Regions from separate parts of the Mus musculus genome. Here region 1 is linked to region 2. Evidence: chromatin contacts called from public promoter capture Hi-C data. All regions are on one chromosome and are shown on one strand. The core of a region is the stretch at or near the end of the contact, and the rest is flanking DNA. Distances in the headings are between cores, read along the strand shown.

Region 1 (6,217 bases), core at 1,120-3,619, 410 kb before region 2:
ACCCCAGCCCCTCACTGGGGGATTCTAAGCAGGGTTCCACCTCTGAATCTTATCTCTAATCCCCCCCACCTTTGTTTTTGTTTTTTTGAGACAGGGTTTCTCTGTGTACTCCTGGCTGTCCTGGAACTCACTCTGTAGACCAGGCTGGCCACAAACTCAGAAATCCATCTGCCTCTGCCTCCCGAGTGCTGGGATTAAAGGCGTGTGCCACCACGCCCGGCCTCTAGCCCCCTTTTTTAAGTTTTATTTTCAGATAGTGTCTCACTAAATTATCCAGGCTTTCCTTGAGCTTCTGATTCTCTCAGTCTCCTGAGTAGGTAGATTTACACACTCGAGTTGCCACTTCTAAATCCGGAAGGTATGCTAACACTTGGCAGATGCCACAGCTAACCCTTAGTTCCCTCATCCCTTTCCTCCCGATGGCCTCACTCAGCCTAAGAGTGTCGCCCCACTAAATCCTAACCCCCTCTTTCTGCAGGTCTGGTTTGGAAGCTTCTCCACCACTGACATCCAAACCTCACTGTCTCTTCATTTAGATCATTCTAGATCATTCTTGAGCTTTCAGCCCCTAGGATACTCATGCCACTCCTAACCCAGTCTGCAAACGGGGGCACCTCTGAAGAGTCCACGCTACAATTCACCGTCTAATCATCTTTGTGCTCGAAAGCACCTCTGCTCCACAAACCCTTATCCTAAGCCCCAGCTACTAGAAGTTTCCCCTGCCCTTCCATCTCAACTCCACATCCCTGATGCATAACAAAGCTCCACAGCTGGTGTGATAGATCACACCTGGGATCCCAGCCCTGAGGTAGGAGGATGGCCCCTGCCTCACCAGGTACTCGCTGCCAAGCCTGAAGGCCCAAGTTCAATCCTCAAAACCTACACGGTTGGAGGAGAGAACTGACCTCTTGCAAAGTGTCCTCTGCCCCCCCCCCATGTGTGCACTGTGTCGTGCATGCTCCTCCCTCCCCAAATAAGAAGAATAAAGATGTCAGGCTTGGTGGCACACGCCTTTAATCCCAGCACTCAGGAAGCAGAGGCAAGTGAATCTCTGCAAGTTCAAGACCAGCCTGGTCAGTCGGGCAGTGGTGGCGCACACCTTTAACCCCAGCACTTGGGAGGCAGAGGCAAGAAGATTTCTAAGTTTGAGGCCAGCCTGGTCTACAGAGTGAGTTATTGGACAGCCAGGGCTACACAGAGAAACCCTGTCTTGGAAAACAAAAAAGGGGGCTGGAGAGATGGCTCAGTGGTTAAGAACACTGACTGCTCTTCCAAAGGTCCTGAGTTCAATTCCCAGCAACCACATGGTGGCTCACACCATTTGTAATGAGATCTGATGCACTCTTCTGGTGTGTCTGAAGACAACTACAGTGTACTTATATAAATAATAATAAATCTTTAAAAACAAACAAACAACAAAAGAAGAAGAAGAAGAAAAAACCCCAGCCTTGTCTACAGAGAAACCTTTTCTTGGAAAAATAAAATAAAATAAAATAAAATAAACACAGCTAATTCTAAGAGTTTAGCAAGGTCCCATTCACTGGACCATTTCGCTGTGCCTGAACTCTGACTCAACTTCAGAAATCCCCTGAGGATGCTGGGAATCCTTGAGATCGCTTATACCTCCAGAACAGAATCCTCTCCCTTGACTCCAAGCCTTCAAATCTCAAACTCAGCCCTCCTCCCACCATGCTCCTGTGGAGACTAGCTGCCCCTGCCCACCACAGTGCCAGGAAGCCACTCCTCCCATTGCTACTTCATTAGACCACTGTCTGTCACTCACAGGTGACAATGTCCTGTCCTGGATTTGAAATCAGATCTGCTGGTCTGCATTCAAATCCCAGACTCTTGTCACTTGACAACTGTGAGACCATGCATTATACAGGTAAGTTATTTTGCATTTCTAAAAACAAAAACAACCAAAACAAAAACAAAACAACCAAAACAAAAACAACAAAAAAACCATCAAAAAACATACTTTTGCCCTCTCTCTCTCTCTCTCTCTCTCTCTCTCTCTCTCTCTCTCTCTCTCTCTCTGCTCTCTATGTAGCCCTGGCTGTCCTGGAACTCAGAAATCCACCTCACCCCTACCTCCAGAGTGCTGGGATTAAAGGCATGTGCCACCACACCCTGGCTGGACTGCAGCTTTTACTGTTAAACTGTCCTAGATAAGAATGAAGGTGTAATTCCCACAGCCAGCTCACAATTAGGGTATTACCATCCGTAGGCAGCAGACAAGGAAGGTCTGGTCAAAAGGAAGTGGCCCACCTAGATTTGGACGTGCCTGCTACTGTCCCTTGAGTGTGCGCCCACATGCCCGTGTGTGTCCCCCGTGTCCCCGGCGGTTCCCTGCAGGGCCAGCCCTTCCTGCCGCCGGGCGGCCTGCGCCCCCCTTGCCCCGGGCTTCCTGTGACCGCTTGTTTGTTTGCGAGCCCTGGTGGCGGTGGCGGCGGCAGCAGAAGGAGGGAAATCGTATTAAGAATGCCCTGGTCCCAGCAGGAAACAGCCGTCAGACACGCTCTGCTCTCTGCCGCCACCCTGCTTTGGCGCAGGCCAGGAAACGCTGGGACGGATGCCAAAGAGACCCGGGGGCTTGCTGCACCTCACCTGATGTCTGGGTAGTCCCGCACCAGCACCCCGACCTCCACCTGGATGCTCGGAGTGTCCTCCAACTGTAGGATCTCTGCCAAGTGTGGCACCACTTGGTCAAGCCAATAAGCCTGGGACTCCTGTGGGAACAAGGGTTTCAGGGTCACCCAATGCAAGCCCCTTCTCCCCAATACCCTTTCCATGCTGAGCCTTGCTCCTCCCTAGCTCTTTAGTCTTCCCCATGGGTAAGAGGGCTCAGAAGGCAGCCTGGCAAGGCATTAGCTACAAGCTTTGCTTATATGATGGAGAACCCCTTATATAATCTGCCCCCGAGTTTTTACAGATAACCCTAGATTGGGTAACAGGAACTAAAATCTGCTAGTTGTCTGGGCAGTGGTGGCGCACGCCTTTAATCCCAGCACTGGGGAGGCAGAGGCAGGCAGATCTCTGTGAGTTCGAGGCCAACTTGGTCTACAGAGCCACAGGTCTTCCAAAACAAACAACAACAACAACAAAAATCTAACCAATTCCATCCAGGTTTGGTAGCAAATACCCATAATCCCAGCATGGGTGAGGTGGAGGCAGGAGGATCTGGAGTTCAGCCATCTTCAACCATAAGGAATTTAAGGCCAGTCTCAGGTGTGTGAGACATAACTTCAAAACCCAAAACCAAACAAACTTTAAAAACACCCACACTAGGGAGGCAGAGGCAGGGGCATTTGAAGCTGGCTACATAGTCAAGAAACAAGAGCTAGAGCACAGACACTTGATGGGGAAGGGGAGTGTAAGATAGAGTTATTCCAGGTGGGACTGAGGGCCAGCGTGTGCGAGGCTCTCCGTTCTGTCTTCTGCTCTGCCACCAAAAAGGGGTGGAATGTCATCATTCAGAAAGCATGGCTAAAACGTCCAGAGGGCCACCGTGTGCTCTTTCAGAGGGCTGCCTGTAAGTCCACAAAAATTATCTTGAAAATGTTTCAGTAAGTGAAACTATAAATTCCCAAGGACACACAGGCTATGAATCCCTAGAGCACCTCGTGAGTTCATGGGCCACCCTGCCTGCCCATGACAACTGGACCAACAGATTTGGGACTGCAAATTCTTGCATTTAGTGATATTTGGATTCAGAAAATTGTTTGTTTGTTTGTTTGTTTTTGAGACAAGGTCTCACTGCATAGCTCTGATGGCCTGGACCTCAATATGTGTAGACCAGGTTGGCCTCTAAATCATGACCCTCCTGCCTCATCCCTCCCAGTGCTGTGATTACAGGATTACCATAGCTGGAATATTTTTTTTTCCTTTAAAAATACTTTAGGGCTGGAGAGATGGCTCAGAGGTTAAGAGCACTGACTGCTCTTCCAGAGGTCCTGAGTTCAATTCTCAGCAACCACATGGTGGCTTACAACCATCTGTAATGAAATCTGATGCCCTCTTCTGGTGTGTCTGAAGACAGCTATAGTGTACTCATATATATAAAATAAATACGTAATTCTTTAAAAAGAAATACTTTAGCTGGGCAAAGTGGTTGCACACCTTCAATCCCAGCACTCAGGAGGCAGAGTTAGGTGAGTTTGAGGCAAATTTAGTCTACGTAGCAAATTCCAGGACAGTCAGGAGTGCATAGGGAGACCATCTCAAAAACAAAACAAGACTTGTTTTAAACGTATGGGTGTTCTCTCTGCGCCATGTGAATGAATGCCTGGAGCCCAAGAAGCCAGAATACAGTGTTGGATGAATTAAGTACGGTTTTGAGCTGCCATGTGGGGACTGCGAATCGAACCCGTGTTCTCTGCAAGAGTAACCAGGGCTCTCCAGGCCCCCGCCCTTTTTTCGGTCTTCTTGGTCTTGAAATTCCCAATCCTTCTGCCTCCGCATCCCTAGTACTGGGTGGCGGCAGGTGTGCATCATCACGAACCCAGCTTCCCTGTCCTGCTTTGGAAGCCAAACTGACCCCCACTCCGGACAGCCCCGCCTCCAGCTCTTACCTGTCTCCCTTCCCCCGGGTTTGCCCAGCCCAGCCCAGCCTGGCACTCACCAGCCGCCGAAACAACCGCTGCAGCTGCGCCGCGTCCTCGCGGAGCCTCCCCGCCACACGGCTGCGGGTCCTCGCAGAGCGACAGCGCAGGCGCCCGCGGAGCAGTGGCCGCACATACTCCACCAGCGCCCGTCGGTGCAGCTCAGCCACCAGAACCTGGGGACGGTGGGAGACCCGGACACGCTCTAGACCGCTCCCAACCAGTAGGCTTTCGGGAGGACCCCTGTTTCAAGCTCTGCCCACACAGGCGGAACACTCCTAATACATGTGGGAACCCTCTGTTCCTCACGGAGTGCCCGGCTCCTTTAAAGTCAGACTCTCTACGGATCCCCTCATCCTAACAGATCCTTAATCGGATCCCACACACACCACTCTCCCTAAGGTGTGCCACAACCTAGGCTTTCCCAAAGTCTTCCCTGCAGAGGCTCCAACCTGAACCTGCACCCCGGTTTCTAGGGCCATGCTTCCCTCTGCAGGCCCCAGATGAGGAGCCACCTATGTGCTTCCAGAAAAGCGACTCCCCACTTGGTAGGGTCTCCCCCAGGACAATAGCTCTCTGAGCATCTCTGTCCCCCTCCCATCTGATCACCTGGTACGGTTCATCCTGCATTCTGCGCAGGGCCAGGGCCTGGGCGCCGAGTGTGCCCACGATGCCATCCAGAGCTTCTGAACTGCTCAGCCACTTCCTGCGCATCAGCTTGTTGAAGTGAGGCTGGTAGGACAGCGCAGAAGGGAGGGTTTCAACCTCCTCCCTCCACCCTCCCACACTTCTCTTAGGAAAATCTCCCCCCACCTATCCCTTTTGATGCTGGCAGTACAGGCTGGCCTTGAACTCTTGATCGTCTTGCCTCCATCTCCCAAATCCTGGGATTACAGGTGTGTGCCACTTTAAACTCTTCCCAAAGGAATACAAAGGCCCTGTGATGGTGATGGTGATGGTGATGGTTGAGGACTTAGCTCCCCAACTGCTGGGATTTACGTACTGTCAGGGCACATTCACAGTGGTGGCAGTGATTTAGGAGGCAGAGGCAGGCAGATTTCTGAGTTTGAGGCCAGCCTGGTCTACAGAGTGAGTTCCAGGACAGCCAGGGCTATACAGAGAAACCCTGTCTCGAAAAAACAAAAACAAAAACAAAAGCAATTGGCTTCCTGGAGGGGGAGATCCACAGTTCAGGACTGAGGATGTTAGCTGGCGATAGTGTAGAGTTCTGATAGCCATGAGCTTGTGAGAACTGTGTCAGAGATCAATGTGTCCCCAGAGACCATTAGCATCATGTTCCAGGGCTTAGTGCAAAATGAAAACTAGAGACCCATTGCTGGGTGGTGGCACACCCCTTTAATCCTGGCACTCACGCAGGCATGGTGACTTTAATCCCAGTACTCGGGATGCAGAAGCAGGCATGATCTCTGTGAGTTCAAGGCCAGCCTGGTCCACTTAAGGAGTCTCAGACAGAGTGAAACCCTATTTAAAGGCAACAAAAACTGGGAGCCCTCCTTCAAAAACTATTAGGACTTTCATAACTTTGTTCAGTGTCTTCATCATCATCATTTTGGTTTTCTCTGTGTAGCCCTTGCTGTCCCAAAGTCTGTCTGTAG
Region 2 (7,087 bases), core at 2,234-4,733:
TTCTTACCATTCCATCAGGCTGCAGTTTGAGGCAGGAGCCGAAGTCTGCCAGGCGAATGTGCCCACATCGGTCCAGCAGAATGTTATCTGGTTTGATGTCCCTGTGCATAGAGAGAAGAGGGAAAGTGTGCTTTCTTGAAAACCTTCCCTCTTAGGGCCCGTCAGCTCGATCCACTTCCACCCCACCCAGGATTCTACAATTCTAGACCCCGATTCTGTCCCCAATGGGATCTGACCTTCAGGTACCCTTCCTTCCCACACAAATTCTGCTAACCCTCCAAGGGCCCCGCCACGCCCACCTGTGCACGTAGCCCAGCCGGTGCACGGAGTCTATGGCCATGACAATCTCGGCCAGGTAGAAGCGAGCCATCTCGGCGGGGATCCGCTCCCCAAACTTGCTCAGCAGCGTTAGCAGGTCCCCGCCCACGTAGTATTCCATGACCAGGTACTGGGAGCGGGTGTGTCACAGGGGTTTGGTAGCCCCCAAGACTCCCAAAGACACCCCGTTCCCAAGCACAGAGGACCCCCGCACAGTGAGAGAGCGCCCCATCCAAAGGCCAAACCAGATATCACTCCTGTCTCAAGGAAGGTCTCTCCTATACTTGAGACACAATCCTACCCCCGTCCCCCATCCCCTGTGTGTGTCCCCCCCACCCCCACCCCCCCGATCTACAGCAGCTTCTCCCTTCTCCAGCCTTCTTGACTTGGGGCGATGTAACTGTCACTCTTTCCTAGTCACCTGAACCCGGAGCTTACCAGGTAGTTCTCATCCTGGAAGGCAAAGTGCAGCTGTGTGATCCAGCGCCGGTCCCCTTTCACTAATACATCCCTTTCTTCCCGGAAGCACGACACCTGTGAGGTAGGAGAGAAGCTACAGGAGGTGAGTTGGAGAGATGAGGGCGCTGCCCTAATCCCTGGCCCTCACCTCGCCTCTCTTCAGCATGTCCCACTTATTCATAATCTTCATGGCATACACTTGGCCCGTCTGTTTCATCTTCACCACCGCTACCTAAATACGGAACCGAGATGACAGCAAGAGGTGGCAGGGAAAACCAGCAAGGCTCACCCAGACAGGACTCCACCCTTATCTCCACCCAACCTTAGCCCCGCCCTCACGTGCACACCGCCCACTGACCACAAGCTCCGCCCCCACCCCTCCAGCCTTAAATTCAAGCTCATTCATCAATTTTTAAGGCTCTGCCCCAGCTGTTATGCCCCACCCACATCAAGTAAAGTTCCATTCCCAGGCCACTGAAGACTCACCTCGCTGAACGCCCCACGCCCGATCACCTTCAAAATCTCAAAATCATCCCTCTGCAGTCGGACCTCCTTAAGCCTTGCTGCAATGGGCTCCACTGGGCGGGGGTGGGGGAAGAAGAACCAAGGGTCATCAGAACACTAGCGGTAAGGGTAGTGACTTTATAGCCTCCTTCCTTCTGCCCCTTAAATCGGCTTTAGGATTCTGCTTTCAAAACCTCTGTGATGTTTGTGGGACCCAGAACTGCCTGTTTCCACAGGGTTGCAGGGCAGAAAGGGAGGCAGTGGGAGAAGCTGGCGCATCAGGCCTTTCACTCCCATGTGATGATCAGGGTGCTAAGTCAGGTCACCCGGGGCTCTCACTTAATGTCTCGGGCCACAACCTCGAACTGGAGCTGTGTCAGCACAGCCAGCACGAAGAAGAAGTGGGGGAGGGTCACTGCCCTCCAGCATCCTGGACACTGTTGGAAGGGCTTTCTTGGTTTCCAAAGGGTGAAGGAGAGTCTTCTTATAACCAAAGCTCCAGGGTATAAGGTCCTGTGCTAGGGTGGTTCAGCCAGAGGGGAGAGCAGCTAGGTCTGAGGCTGGCGACTGGGGGTGCGGGGTGGGCAGAGGGAGGTCAGATCTCCCTTAGGGAAGTTCTAAGGCCGGGGAGTAAGGATGGAGGAGGGACGTGTGGGGAAGCGGGGAGATGGGGTCACAGAGAAGAAAGGGGTTTGGGAAAGTGGGCAGCCGGGGAAGATACAGCTAGGGCCAAGGCTGGGGGGTGGGGAGGAGGAGAGAGCCAAGGCGTTGAGCCCTTTTAAGGCAGCGGGAACCCAGGCCCCCTCCCCCGCCCAGGCCTGGCAGGGGAGGGGCCCACAGGATGCTGCTCAGGCCACAAAAGGACTGCTCCTTCCCAGAGGGTCAGACCCCCTGCCCCCACCCCAGTTCTCAGTTTACCCTGCCAGCCCAAACCCCATCCTTCAAAAGAAAGGTTGAGGGAGACACTAAAGACTGGAGAGGAGAAAAAGTCTTTCACAGGCTTAGCAGTCTAACCGATGGCCTCAACCTTTCCATCTGTGAAACGGGGGAGGAGGGGAGAATGCACTAGGGTCACACACATGGGCAGACAGCCAAGAATCAAGACCTGGACCCTTAATAATAGGCACAGAGCAACAAAACAGGTCGTTACTTGTAAGGAAGCTGGGGTAAGCTGGAGCTTTGGCTCAATGTTGGGCAGGAGCAGATAAGGCTCCAAGCTTGTCCACTAGGCCTGAGAAGACCTCTGGGGAAGGGCATTTAAGTCAGCAGAGGAATTAGAGGTCTTGAGCTAGAACCACAAAAGCAGATGAGAAGCCAGGAGGGATGACCAATCTGGCCCACAAAGGCTGGGCGGGATCAGAGTGCTAGGGATGGGCACACTCAGAAGCTGAAGTTGTTCCTTCCTCTTAATTTGGGGAACAGAAAGGGTGCTCGGTGGCGCCTGTCTGCCGGGCTGGTTCTCCCCCAGGGCCTCTGTGAGTCACAGTGCCCTCATAGCTCCTGGACACCTGTCAGGGCAGCTGGGGAGGCAGACGCCAAACACCTGCCTATGGGCCACACCCTGGCAGCTGCCCCACGCTGTCCCTCCCCACACTCTGGGAAACTGGGGAGGGCTATGAAGCCAGTTTGAGGAGCCAAGGGTCCTAAAAGAGAAAGCTGCCAGGTCCTAGTGTGGGTGCTGAGATAGCAGGAGGCTATGCCCACCCCAGCCTGCACTGGCTGAGTCATAGGTGGCCTCACTGACCCTGGTGCCTCACCAGGGGAGCTTGGGGTCAGGTCATGAGCTCTGCTTGGCTCCCTTACAAAAAGCCCTTTCCAGGCCCTCCTGCCCCTCCATAGCCCATTCTTGCCCTGTAGACCCACCTCTGCCTTGCACCCAACCCCAGGCTTCCTATCCATACTCACCCCACTGCAAGAAGTCGGCCACATACTTGTCCTGGGCTAGGTGAGAGGCACCCAGCTCCTGGTGGACGCCCAGGAGAAGGTCGAGCAGGGGCTCCAGTCCCAGGAAGCCTGGGTCCAGCACCAGCTGCTGGAGCTGCCTCAGCCGCACTTCGGCTGACATGTTGGGCAGGCAACACCATGGCCCCTCCCCGGGCCGGAGCTCGGGGTCTTCCCGTCACAGGGCCTGGCTGCCCCTGTCCAGGCCCCAGAACCCTAGCTGCATGTCTGCCCGTCCCTGACTATCCCTTGGGTCTCTCTGGCCAGTTCTATGCTTAAGGCCTCCTCCTCTTTTCTCCACCCCTTGGCCCAGCCCCCCTCCCGCCTCCCAGTTTTTAACCCCTCCTGAGCCAACACCCCAACTCCCTTCTTCCAGGGCCCCTCAAAACTCTTCAGAGCCCAATGTCAGGGGACAGAGTAATACTCCAGGGTTGCCCCCCCCCATTGACTCTACCCACCCATAAAGAGAGCACAGGGAGTTACAGGTGGGAGGTGTCAGTGCCCAGGAGAGCCAGTCTATAGACTCAGAGCTGGGAGGGGTTGGGGGAAAGGGCTGATGCCTGGGCAACAGGGGGTGAGGGGGTAGTGGGGGGGGCAAAGGCCAGGGGCAGCTTCTTCGTGACTCAGCAATGGATTCCGACTTTGGGACAGTTAAATTTAGCCCCTGTGCCTGCTGTATTACCCGCCCCCCCATTTTTTGGCAGGAGGTAGAAGGAAGATCAGGAGAGAGTTTGCTCAGCCGCCAGGGCCAGGGGTGACCTGCTGGCCCCAGCCTGGGGGAGGCAAGTGGTGGATCCAGGCCCTCCTTAAGCAAAAGAGAACCCCAAAATAGCTCCTTGGCCACAGGCCGGGGCAGCCACATTCCTGCCTGGGCTAGGATTAGAGACAGAAACATTTTAGGGGTTGAGGGCGGAGCTGCCTGGACAGCAAGCCAGGCGACAAGTTAGCTTCTTTCTAGGGTGGCCAGTTCTCTGGGGAGGAAATCATGACCTCCAGCTGGCACTAGATGGCCAGTCATAAATGGGCCAGGGGCAGCAGACTGCAAAGGCATGTTCAGAGGAGGCAGGGAGTGCAGTCAATTCCAGCATCCTCCTCTCCCCAAGGAGAGCATGCTTGGATAGTCCTGGTGTTTAAAACAAGTTTCAAACATCTCCAAGGACCTAGTAGGAAGGCCATCTCAGCCTCTTGACTTTGGGGGTCGAGACTCATCTTTCAGAGGGCTCTCTGCTCGGGGCTAGGGATGGGGAAACAGCTAAGATTGGGCTTCCTTTGGTCAGAGCACAGCTTGGAGGCCAAGTACTGCAACCCCCACCCTACCCTGCCCCAGGGAACAGAAACACTGTGCAAACAAGGACTTTAGTATAAATAAGAGGTCCAGGGGAACAAGGAGGGCCCTCAGGGCTTCCATAATTTAACACTTTCAAAATCACAGACCATAGCAAGGGGTGGAGTTTGGGCAGGAGTGGGGATGGCCCCTGCCCTGCCCTCTCACCCAGGGGTACTGTGGGCTAAGTCTCTCCCAGGAGTGAACAGTCACATGCTGGGACAGGGATATGGTTAACACTGATGTTTCAGAGAACAGGTCATTGTACTTGGCAGTGGGTGGAGGACAGGGCCAAGGCCACACAGGACACTACATCCCCATGGCTGGGCCAACCTAGGGGACCCCCAGTATGTGTGCAGCGTGGGGCTTGGAGCAGTCCTTCCATCATGATTAGTCTTGTTAATACAGTGATTCTTGAGGTCAGCGGGGAGGGTTATGGCTAGGAGGCCGGGAACATGGGACATCCACATTTCACACCACAGTGCCACTGGGGGAGCTGCCTGGTTGGGAGGAGATGCCCTGGGGAGAACAAGAGGAGAAAGGTGGATTAGACAGCACCTGGGCTTCTGCCAGAACCCGGAGAAGGAGCCACCCAAAGGCCTTGGAGCTGCTGCCCCAGCTGGGATCTGCCCCCCAGGCCTAAAGCTGCTGTCCTAGCTAGGAACAAACAGCTCGGCCGTCTCCACTGACCCAGAGTAGCACTTCCACAGTAATGTGGCCCCAGGTGTCCTGGGCATACAGGGGACGACAGTGGAGAGAAAAGAAACTGGGGTCCACTTGCAGCTTCAGGGGTTGTCCTACCTCTACAACTGACTTGCTGGGTGACCTGGGCCAACTTGCTTGCCCTGCCTGGGCCTCGGTCTCCTCGTCTGTGAACTAGGGAGACAGAGGGGTGTCTGTGAGAACTCAGTCAACTCCCGCAGCCCTACTAGCCTGGCAGTGGCTCTGCAACTGCCTGACGTTCTAAGGCTTCTGGACTCTAGCCTTCCAAAGCAAGGGACTGAAGGACTGAGGGCAGAGTAGGGTCCTAGACACTGAGACCACATGCTCAAGCCTGACCAGGTGACAGGCCTGCACCTCACCAACTAAGAGCACAGCCACTGCACAGCCCATCTGTGAGACCCAATGACCAGGACCACACAGCAGCAAGAGGAAGTGCAGGCCTGGACCCTGGCTAATTCCCATCCAGGCCTTCAGCAGCTGGCTCAGAAACAGTGTCTAAGAGGCAGGCCAGAAGTGGGCCCCCAGCTCAATCACATCCCTAGACCTGAATAAAGTTTCACCATCTACACTTCAGATTTCCTATAAACACAGGTTCTGCCTTGAGTGTGAAGTACTAAGGATGAGCCATATGGGCCAGCAGAGGCTCTAAAGACGTTAGCTGTGGTTCCCCCCATTCTGTCTCCTATACCTGACCTTTCTGCTGACGGATAACTGGCATCCGGTAGGGACAGAACTGGTGCCCCTCAGCGCTTGGGCAGGTGCGGACTCACCGCCTTGCCTGGCCGGGCCCAGGTGCAGATGAGGCCCTCTTGGCAGGCAGTGATGATACAATCCTCCAGGAACAGTAGCACGGTCAGGCGTTCCTGAGCAATCTTCTTGCACACGAGAGGCTCCAGCAGTGGCACCTCATGGATCCGAGGGCACAGTGCCGTGCCCAGCACCTTAGCTGGGTCCAATCGGCTTCGGGGGGCAGGACCACTGAGCTTGTCATTGCTGCTATTGCCCCCACTGCCACCGCGGCTGATGTTTCCCAGGCTATGGTAGCGTTTGTGTTCCTTCTCAGCTCCCCGGTCCCGCCGCTCCTGCAGGGTCAGTGTGGCAAAGCGGCCAATGCTGAATGGTATGCCAGGCTCCATCGATGCACTAGGCCCACCAGCCTTGCCACCACCAGCTGGGTGTGGGAGACTGTTGGAACGAGACAGGGAGCGGGGCAGGGGGCCTGCACCTGTCTCTCCGGCCCGAGAACTACCAGAAGCTGGTGGGGTGGCACCAGGTGTGCCCGGAAGGGTGCGGGTACGGGCCAGAGACGGATGAGGGGAGAGCACATCTTCTGTGAGGTCCCACAGGCAGAACTGTGTGTCCTGGCCAGCTGAGCCAAAGCGGTACGTGATGGAGCCAGCCTTGGGCAGTGGGGACACTGGGGCTCCTGTGTCTGAGCTGGTGACTTCAGGCTCCTCCTCTTCACCACTGGGATCTCCATCAGCACTGGCTGACGCCGCCTCCTCTGCGCGAGTGGTGTAGGGATCAAAGGCTACAGCGTTGACCCAGGACTTGTGGCCATGGCCTCGAGCCACCACACGACCCTCCGTGAAGGACCACACAGTGACTAAGTCATCTTCCCCTCCTGTCACCACGTAGCGGCCATCAGGGCTCCAGCACACACACAGCAGACCCCCAAAGTAGCTCTTCATGAGCCCACGCAGAAGCATGCTGTCAAAGTGGAAGACACGCAGGCAGCCATCCTGGCTGACACAGGCTAAGTGTCGGCCATCAGGTGAGAATGCAAACTCATTGAGGGGCCCCTCACCCACTGCCCAC

The links. Promoter capture Hi-C pulls out the DNA fragments that hold promoters and counts their contacts.
Region 1: a promoter capture Hi-C map of liver shows a contact between it and region 2. The contact joins the enhancer-like site here to the promoter of Dmpk in region 2. A contact is called at or near these places in 3 of 39 promoter capture datasets (cranial neural crest, frontonasal cranial neural crest and liver), 1 of 115 datasets of contacts at active chromatin or transcription factors (pancreatic cancer cells) and 1 of 9 other capture datasets (adipose tissue).

Annotation. Positions count from the first base shown.
Region 1 is chr7:19,488,168-19,494,384 of GRCm38.p6, reverse strand. Exoc3l2 (exocyst complex component 3-like 2) reads right to left here. Exons shown (of 12, transcript NM_001370800.1): 9 at 5,211-5,333; 10 at 4,622-4,777; 11 at 2,608-2,729. Among named protein-coding and RNA genes, the nearest start is that of Bloc1s3, 17 kb to the left of the region's middle. Within about 2 kb of position 2,369, at least 36 of the 459 cell types and tissues checked have an H3K27ac peak or open chromatin away from gene starts, as enhancers often do. A contact at or near this core is called in adipose tissue and liver, where this site is marked.
Region 2 is chr7:19,080,254-19,087,340 of GRCm38.p6, reverse strand. Dmpk (dystrophia myotonica-protein kinase) reads right to left here and starts at 3,483. Exons shown (of 15, transcript NM_001379257.1): 1 at 3,187-3,483; 2 at 1,264-1,355; 3 at 926-1,009; 4 at 757-852; 5 at 300-448; 6 at 8-101. The coding sequence starts at 3,346. It overlaps Dmwd (dystrophia myotonica-containing WD repeat motif), which reads right to left. Exons shown (of 5, transcript NM_010058.2): 3 at 6,040-7,087; 4 at 5,348-5,422; 5 at 4,566-5,065. The coding sequence ends at 5,018. It overlaps Mir3100 (microRNA 3100), which reads right to left and starts at 513; the gene lies at 449-513.